3 separate regions of the Zea mays genome follow, and all the other regions are linked to region 3. Evidence: chromatin contacts called from public Hi-C data. All regions are on one chromosome and are shown on one strand. The core of a region is the stretch at or near the end of the contact, and the rest is flanking DNA. Distances in the headings are between cores, read along the strand shown.

Region 1 (3,161 bases), core at 129-2,628, 400 kb after region 3:
TCGTGAAAGCGTATGGTTATTTTGTAATAAACACCGCTAAGCAAGTGGGATGTAGTTACATGAACAATTCAGCTGCAGCCAGTACATTGAAATCCTTCAAAAACATAGAAAAAGGCGATGAAATACAACAGAGTTTAGGTGTGCCAAACAACCTGAGCTGCCTCAAATGTTGTGGACAAGGAACCAAATGGATTGTCGAGCGCATGAACAATAGCAATAAGCATTGGATCTGCTCTATCCTCTATAATCAATGGGTTCAGTTGTTGAACCGAGAAGCACCAGACACCCAAATTGCAAGCAGACTGTAGTAAAATAATTAACAGAAAAAAAGGGAATCAAATACTAAAAGATCAAATATGCATTCTGCATACAAAATTAGCACCTTGAGATCTTGAAAAGGAAAAAATGGTCAGCCGGATCAACCTTCATCCGAGTGCTCATGATTATATGTACCAAGGTATCCAATACCAATTGGGTCATCTGTGCTGTAAAATAAGAAAATATATTTTTAGCTGGGTTATTTAAAACAATTTCAACAGTATGGCATGTATAAAAAAATGAGGAGGACCGCGTCAAGTCAGGTTTTCAGAAGGACAAACCCAAGGGATTAAATATATTGGCAATAGAAGTGATAGTCGAAAAAACAGAACGAATAACATTCCAAAATGGAAGGAGCTCAGGTTAATTGTCAAGCAACAGTAGGAAGTAAAAAATGAATTACAAATGCCAAACACGCTGGTGGAGTTCGGATTCAAGCGAGTCTGCGAGTGCAAAACCTTTAAGTTTTGATCATACAGCAAACAGTTGGAGGGTAATATACTTCATAACGGAAGCAATGTAACCTTATTAACAGAAGAAGCTAACCCCACCAGGCTGAATTGGTTCACTAATCTAGATATTGGTCAACCTACACCGATATATTTAACAGAAGAAATGCGAGCACATAGAACTAATAGTACAGTACCTGAAATAGTAGAAACGAGGACGGGGTGGTAGAGCGCGAAGCCGAGGCACTTGAGCGCAGAAGCGGCGACGGCCTCGTCATCGGCGGCCGCGTCGCGGAGGAGGAGCGGGAGGAGGGTGGAAGGTAATTCCGCGGCGAGCTCGGCGGCGGAGGAGGCGTCGTCGGCGCAGCCGCGCTGTAGGAGAAGCAACCGTGCGTACGCGGCGGCGCGGTCGGGCTCCGAGGCAATCTCCGCCACCTGTCTGTCCATCGGCGGCGGCTCCATGAAGGTGGAGATCTAGGGTTTTGCTTTTGGCGCGAAGGGAAGTGACGCGTTCGCGCGCGCATTGCATTTCGGTAGTATAGGTTCTGGACATGACAGCATGACTTTTTTTTTTTACAACACGATTACACGACAGTTTGAGTTGTTTTCGGGAAAGAAGAGCGTTGCCGTTTAGTTCATTTTTATTTTCTTCTAGTATTACTAGATGAGTGCCCGTGCGTTGCAACGGGAACATATAATAATAAGATAACTTATATATAAAATATATGTTATATTGTGCTCGTCCCTTGTTCTCACTCAACGACAGTATACCCTCGAGATTGTGGAGCGCGCTGGCATGACTGCGTGCAAGCCTTGCAGTACCTCGATGAACACTCAGGCCAAGCTCTCCTCCGATGGCTCACCGGTTCCAGAGTCGACGTTGTACCGCAACCTGGTCGGTGCCTTGCGGTATCTCACCTTCACCCGTCCGAACATCACTTATGCGGTACAAGTCTGCCTCTACATGTATGATCCTCGGGAGCCGCATCTCACCGCCGTCAAGCGCATCCTTCGCTATCTGCACGGCACCGTCGACCTCGAGTTGTTCGTAGCTCGTGCTTCCTCGCCGCACACGCTGACTATCTACACAGATGCCGACTGGGTCGAGAGCCCGGACACTCATCGCTCCACGTTAGGATACGTCGTGTTCCTCGGTGTCTGTCTCATCTCCTGGTCCAGCAAGCGATAGCTGACGGTCTCTCGATCTAGTGCAGAGGCTGAGTACCGCGTCGTCGCCAACGGCGTCGCTAAGGCGACTTGGCTGCATTAGCTTCTACTCGAGCTTCACCAGCCTCTCCAGCATGCCATGGTTGTTTACTGCGACAATATGATGCTGCAAAACCTGAACTAAAATTGAAACTTTAAAGTAGTTGCAGTAATAAGAAATATAAAGGAAATGGGATACACATATCAAGGAGAAGCTATACAAAATAACAGCCTTAAAGAAAAGAAGTACCTTGATTCCCCTGTGGCGAGGTGGCTCCAGTACCTCCGATCATCTATCCTGGTAATAGTCATTGCCTTTGATGATATACTTATGCAAAGGGCTCCCTTGTTCTTCATAATCCAGAATTCCTAAAATAGACAGCATGGATGGCTATTAAGAAAAATAGACAATTTCAAGCAAATACGAGGCTAATAACAGAATCGCATCCACAGTAGATCGGCCCTAACAAACAAGCATAATACCTCCATGGAGGAATGACCAAATGAGTTTACCTTTCTGCCGGCATCAAAGAGGGTGGATCGGCACAGACGAGCGTAAATCTCCTTGGTCAAGCGCTTGCCGCTGGCATCTCCATCGCCACAGCCCTCGTCATCGCCACAGCCCTCTTCATCTTTGGACGAGGGATGTGAGGCAACTTAACAGAGCCACTGAAGCGCTTGTCCTTTTGTGGATTACAATTCTTCAGACTAATCTGAAGCTCAACAGTCTCAGTGAACTTCCTATTCTTATTGGCATCCTGAACTATCTGGGAGATGGCATCCTTGAGAACCTCGGACTGCAACTTACTGCAATAATCAATGGGCAGAATTTATTAGGCAGAGATAATCTATCTGGATGGGAACAATACTCTAGAATTCCAAATACTCCTGCCAGTAGGAAGAATTGTAGAAGGCAAAAATAGTAGAATAATCAATAATAATAAGCAAACTACGTGAATCCATCTCATGTGTCCGAGACAAGAACCTGAATCTATCTCACGTCCATTTTCATTATGAGAATGAACTAACAGTTGGACCCGACTCCCAAAGAATCATATTGGAATAAGCCTGCTAATGGGGGTCTAATCCACCCCAACCCATAGCCAATCAGTCAGCTGTTGTAGCCCAAACCTATCCAAAAATCTAAATCAAGCACCCACCACAACATGCTCTGTAACACACACCCCA
Region 2 (3,207 bases), core at 445-2,944, 260 kb after region 3:
TACTTATCATAACAACTCGGCTACCTTTTAGCCTTATCTAATGCTTTGGCTCTACAGCCTTATCCCTTCTACTATAGACTTTCCCTGTCATAACATAATCCATACAGTAGAGCCATTACAATATAACATTGTTATTAGGGTCAGACATGACAATGTGTCAATACCTAATAAGTTATGGTTTTAAACAAAAAAAATGACTACCTGGATCAAAAGTAGTACAAACATAACCCAAATGTCTTATATGACTAATTGTCCTGGGTACCCAATACATACCCTTTGCTACCTTTTTCACATGTTAGCAGCAACAAAATTGTTGGTTGTACTTTTGACCTAGAATCTCCTGTACTATATTTTCATGTGATAAATCTTCATGTTGTATGCATATTAGTGGTCAAAGATTTAGAAAGTGGACTGTATACAGTATATGGACACACAAAAAAAGAACAGCAAAAGAGACATGACCCTGATGAGCAGAGAACAGATTGCTCACTTGTCTTGTGGAGGTCTTCAGAACAACACATTTTCCTTTCCTTTGTGAATCTAAATCAATGTTAGCACCATCCTCCTTAGCTTCATCCTCAGGATTCATTTCCAAGATCTAGAACAGTTGAGAAAAGGGCAAGTCATATATGAGTAACTCATAAACAAAATGTTCAAACCATCAAATGTTCAAAAATTATTGTATACGACTCAGAGACTCGAAATTTTGGAAGCTAAGGTAGTTGGTTATAAACCAGTTATCAAGTTCCAAGTTTATGAATCTCTGGATACTTAGCCAGACCACGGTTACTCAATTAAAGAACCAATGGTGTACTAAAGACAAACTACGCTAACTAATTTGAAGTGTCTGCACAAGAGGAAAGTGTGCTCTGTTCCTGATTACGTGCGGCATTGGTGTGTATAACATGAAATTATAAATGAACAAACATAATATAATAGCACAAGCAGTTAAGTATGCTGTCACACCAAATCATGTGATTATAGACCAAATCATTTTCACCTATTCACTTCCCTGGCCTCAAATTAACCCAGGGCAACAATCACACGCAGGGATTTTATCGAATGGAAGGAGACTGAACCTCAACGAAATTGCCAACGAGGTAGGGTAGCTGTTTGTTGAGCTTAATTTTATCCTGGTTTTCCTTGATCTTCTCCTTGAACGACTCCAACTCCAGGTTCGTCCGCTGCAACTCGTCCTGGGTACCGCCGGAAAAAACCAAACAAGTCCAACAGATCAGACGCAAACCCTAACGACGAACAAACGAGGGTTCCAAAACCGCGAGGTTCCGATCTAAGACTGGGCTCGCTCACCTTGAGGACGCGGATCTCGTTGTCGAGGAGGCGGGAGGCCCGGATGTCGTCCTCCGTGGACATGGAGGCGAGCTGGTCGTCCTCCGCATCGTCCACGGCCATCGCCGCCGCCGGGGCGGGGGCGGTAGATGACGACATCGCCGGCGCCGGCGACAAGGGTTCCGGAGTTGGAGCTGTCGACGAGAAGATGCGAGTTGCGGGAACGAGCGAGTTGGGTTTCTGAGTTTTTTTCCCTCTGTCGCGAGCCGTCGAGATTATTGACATTATGAAACACGGCACAACTTTCGACAAAATAGAGGCGTAGACGAGGGCTTCGACATTTTGGAGGCGCAGTCGACGGACAAACGCTAATATGGAATTGATCTAGTCATTAGCTACCATGAATAAGGATTTAGTTGCTTTAGCTCACGTCGTTTGCTACACCGCGGACGGCGCCGGCTGAGCTCTGCCTCCTTATCGGCGACGTTGTTCCCGCTCAAGTGGCAGCTCATCAGGGACCGACTCAACCGGCTCCACGCGGGCCTCGCGCACATCACCGTCTCCACGGGCGACGAGAACAGGTACGATGCGTTCGAGAACCTCCTGCGGGACGTCGCGGCGGCCGCCCGGGAGGTGCGGGAGCTGGTGCCGCGGAGCCAGGGCGGCACTACGGCGGCGGCAAGCTGCGGCTGCGGAGTGACCACCACGTACCGCTCGCGGCTCGCGGGAAGGAGCTACTCATCGACGTCACCTGGGTCACCATCGACGGCCTCAGGGTCGTGCAGCTCCGCCGGCTCCGTTGGAACTTTCGCGGCTGCCACACCATCTTCCTCGACGGCGGCGCCCCCGTCGACATGACGTGGGACCTGCACGGTTGGCTCTTCCACGCCCACGCGCCCGCCGTCGAGTTGCCGCACTCGTCTTCCTCCTGCGTCGTGTTCACGTTCCAGGCGCGCGGCGCGTCAGAGGCAAAGTTGTGGACAGTCGACGGTTGCTTACGCGACGGAGATGAGCCGGACAAGCTGCCGGTGACGCCGACCGGTCGGCGGCAGAAGGCGGCAGCCGGTGGGGCGTCGGGGCAGGGGTTCTGCCTGCTGATCCAAGGCTTCAGGGGCTTTTCCAAGAACATTTAACCTGTACATACCATTAGAGACTTTCTATCGTCATTTTTCACTTCTTGCTTGGGGTTTGTCTTGGATTGATTAGGATTGACATTCAGCTGCTTGACTCTTGTCCATTAATCTGATGCATGACAAGGGGTGGTGTGATTGTGAATGGTAGGGATAGTGTCAGAGAGAGGTTGACACACAGAAAGAGATGTTTTTGTTTCAGTTTGCCACATCCCTGTACTGAATGGACTCCTGGTCGAATGGACTCCTGGCCGCCGACCAAACCATCTCTGTTCTTCGCGAGAGTGCGGCATAGCATCTTCTCTATGTCTGCGGGGACCGGCCAAATGGTCTTGCACTTTTTGATGCGGAAGTCCTCGTTGCCTGTGAGCAGGACGAAGGACCTCACCGTGTGGTACAACTTCACGATGCACTGCGGGAGACATGTTTGCTCGGAGGCCCGGATGCTGCCGAGGAGCGTGAGCCAGCGGCGGGTGACGCAGGCGGAGGCGCCGCAGCCGCGGCCGTGGCCGCACGAGCACGCGGCGCAGGATCTCGAAGAGGCACTCGTTGGGAGCGTGTCGAGCGACGACAGCGCCAGCTGCCTCTGCTTCTTGGCCACCCTCACGAACTCGGCCGCCGCCGCGGCGACCGCGGACGCGGCCACCAGCGTGCGCTTCCGCTGCTACACGGCGTCGTGGCAGAAGAGCCCGACCAGCTCAGCCGGCGCGGTCCGCGGTGTAGCAAACGACGTGAGCTCAAGCAACTAAATACTTATTCGCGGCAGCTAATGACTATATCAATTCCA
Region 3 (3,221 bases), core at 497-2,996:
CACGTCTCGTCCAGCAGCATCTGGAACGAGCTCAGGCAAGAATGAAGCGCCAAGCTGACCAAAAGCGATCCGAACGCAGTTTCAATGTGGGAGATCAGGTTTATCTCAAGCTCCATCCGTATGTGCAGTCATCTGTTGCTACCCGTTCCAATCAGAAATTGGCTTTCAAGTTCTTCGGGCCCTATACTGTTCTGCAACGCATTGGTTCTGTCGCATACCGCCTGCAGTTACCCGAACATGCCACCATCCACCCGGTCTTTCATGTATCACAACTCAAGGCGTCAGTAGGAAGGCAGCATTCTGTGATTCCGGTTTTACCATCTGCTGACCATGTTTTACAGGTTCCAGTACAACTGCTCGACCGTCGATTGATCCAGCGCGGTGGCGCCATGGTCGCACAAGTGAAAACGCGCTGGTCAGGCCTGGATCCTACACTGGCCACCTGGGAGGACGCCGAAGCTCTAAAGGCCAAGTTTCCTCATGCACCCGCTTGGGGGCAAGCGGTGTCTGAAGAGGAGGGGAATGTGAGCAACGCTTCCCAGAAGGACACTACGGAGAAGAAGAAGGATACAACCACTGAGAACACAGCTTCAGAAGGAAGGGCGCGTCGCGTGAGGAAAGCCAGCATTCGCATATCCGGTCCAGAATGGGCCGTGTAACATGGCCGTATTTGGGCCGCGTCTGTAAGACTGCCTCCAACAAGGATCGGTATATGGTTCTGTCCTCTATATTTAGCGTCTTCACTCGTTTGAAGGCGCCCAACAACGACCGCTATTTCATCCACTAAAAGATAGAGGGTGTCCTTTGGCCGCTACATTTAGTGTCTTCCTGTGCATCCGCTATCACAGCGGCCGCCGCTGCCGAGGAGGAACGTGCACCAGATCACAAGGTGGAGGCCGCACGCGCCATATCACCGGAAAAGGAAGGAGGTCGTGCGGCCGCCGATGAGGAGAGCATACAACCAACGTGGAGCAGAGCGTGCGGCCACCGCAAGAAGCAGGAGCACACGCGGCCACCGGCGAGAAGGAGACAGCACAGTCGTCGACATGGAGAAGAGTGCAGGTGCCAGCGTTGAGGAGGAGCGCGCATGGCTGCCGGCTGCCGGCGAGGAACCCAAGCGCGCGCAGCCACCAACGAGATGAAGCAGAGCGAGCAACAGATCACCAGCAGGATGAGCATGCACACCGTCTGTAGCGTTTTCTCTTTTTTTTATTTCAGTTAGAAATACATTGAAAATAACTGGGTAGAAATTTGTGGTTAATAATATTAGTGAAAATATGGAAAATGTGATAAGGACGAAATTTAGAGGATATTGCTAGAGAAAGTCTAGATATAGAGAACGAAATCTTTTATAAAGTGTTGTAAAGGATAAAGAATATTTCTTTAGAGGACGAAATTTAGAGTAGAGACAACCTAATAATTAGTATTAAACCCTGGACAAGGAAGGGAAACGCACGGGAAAACAGATAGCTACAGCTACACGCCGCCATCCTATCTTCCTCTCCACGTCTCCTTCTTCCTTCTCCTCTACTTTTCAGCCTTCCCTCATCAGAGGTGTTAACAAAAGGGGATCATGCAAGTACCGTTGGAGGAGGAAGCGGAGAGCGCCAGATTCCTGCTCCTCGTTCCGCTCGCGCTCCTTCCCCTTCCTGGAGCGAAGGAGGCGTACGGGACCGCGCTGCGGGGGAGGAGGGCGCCGGGGCCCATCGCCAAATCCAGGGTCGAACTCGACGCCATGGCTGCCGTGCTGCTGCCCGGTCTGTTGCCGGGCCCCGCCGAGAGGCCGTAGCGTGTCAGAGTGTCGCGTCGATGTGTACCACAAGAGTTATCTGGGCTAGATGTTAGAGCAAATGGGCCGATCAGCACAGAAATGGCATGATTCGAGCGTCACGCATGTACAACATCGAGTAGATCGATTTTCCAAGTAAGGAGAGTAGGAGACAGACAGACACCTAACACTATTCCTAATCTAAAGTATACTTCAGTATCTAAAAATGAAATGAATGCTAATGCTAAAAATCAGCTAAATCATAAGTGAAACGTTATGCATACACTAAAGAGGAAAAACGATATCCCTCCTCTCATGGTCCGGGTCTGGTCCGTAAACTCGCACAGAGATTTATTGCATGATATTGTACCTCCATCAGAAGGTCTAGACTATATGGTCGGCTGCGAACCTATAGAGAGGTTTATGTGGGGATATTGTCCCTCTCCTAGACAGTTCGGACCTATGGTCCGAACGGTCTATGAGCCCGAAGAGAGATTCATGCACGGATATTGTACCTCCTACATATGGTTCGAACCTTATGGTCGTACGGTTCGAAAATCCACATACAACAAAGAGGGTCCTACAGGGGTACCGTCCCTCCTCTGTTCTAGACCCATGTGTCACACCCGGATTTAAGGAATAAAGTCGGGTGCATCTCATATGTGCACCAAAAAAACATCACATATAATAAAAAAGTGTATAGAGATAAATATCACAAGTATCATTATTACATAGTGGAAGTCTTACAAAAATAAATGATAATAATAAAATGCTAATATTATTCCTTGGCGCCATCAAGCTGACTAGGAGACGCCACCTAGATCAACTCGTACTCCTCATTATAGGGCTCTTCCTGGACCACCTGCTCTTCACCTGTGGGGGGTTATATGTCGCAAGAGTGAGCTCACAAAAGATCATAGCTCAACAAGTTGTGGGAATAATGTGCATGAACTCACCAAAGGTGGGAGTTCATGTGAAGTGTAAGGCTAATCAATAAATAAGGGTTAAAGCTGAGCATTGCTTTTAATAAGTTGGTCAAATTTTATTAGCAGTTACTAAATATAAGTAAATACCAAACCAGAGTGATAATAGATCAAAATAGTAATAAACCCTAATGCGATGCAAATGACAAATTGAATTTAATTCCATAAATTAATCATGTGAGGGTCCGAGACGCTCATAACCGTGAGCACGACTGATATACCAGTTTTATACTCCGCGGAGGTTGCACATCTTTACCCACAAGTCATGTTACCCATCTCCCAAGGGATCGCGATTTTCCATACACCTCTACCAAGGAAGCGAGGCAGGGTAACACCACGAGGCCTTTACAAAGTTCCACTAGCTTCAGATAACCGCTACAGTTTCTAAGAAGCTCCAATACATGGATCCCTCACCTGACCACAATCGCAGCAAAATCAACCCAAGGACCTCCCTACACTGACCACTCCCC

What was found. Hi-C and Micro-C count contacts between places; a contact is called where the count stands out from the background.
Region 1: a Hi-C map of leaf shows a contact between it and region 3, with 6 times the contacts expected there. The contact joins the promoter of LOC103638009 here to the promoter of LOC100194080 in region 3. A contact is called at or near these places in 2 of 25 Hi-C or Micro-C datasets (ear and leaf).
Region 2: a Hi-C map of leaf shows a contact between it and region 3, with 5 times the contacts expected there. The contact joins the promoter of LOC103638008 here to the promoter of LOC100194080 in region 3. A contact is called at or near these places in 10 of 25 Hi-C or Micro-C datasets (bundle sheath, ear, endosperm and 3 more).

What each region holds. Positions count from the first base shown.
Region 1 is chr9:16,922,320-16,925,480 of Zm-B73-REFERENCE-NAM-5.0, forward strand. LOC103638009 (Telomere-associated protein RIF1) reads right to left here and starts at 1,379. Exons shown (of 9, transcript XM_008661009.3): 1 at 965-1,379; 2 at 424-485; 3 at 153-302. The coding sequence starts at 1,229.
Region 2 is chr9:16,775,984-16,779,190 of Zm-B73-REFERENCE-NAM-5.0, forward strand. It overlaps LOC103638008 (26S proteasome regulatory subunit 6A homolog), which reads right to left and starts at 1,695. Exons shown (of 10, transcript XM_008661008.4): 1 at 1,312-1,695; 2 at 1,080-1,196; 3 at 491-598. The coding sequence starts at 1,575.
Region 3 is chr9:16,518,637-16,521,857 of Zm-B73-REFERENCE-NAM-5.0, forward strand. LOC100194080 (sulfiredoxin, chloroplastic/mitochondrial) reads right to left here and starts at 1,747. Exons shown (of 5, transcript NM_001309893.1): 1 at 1,584-1,747. The coding sequence starts at 1,737.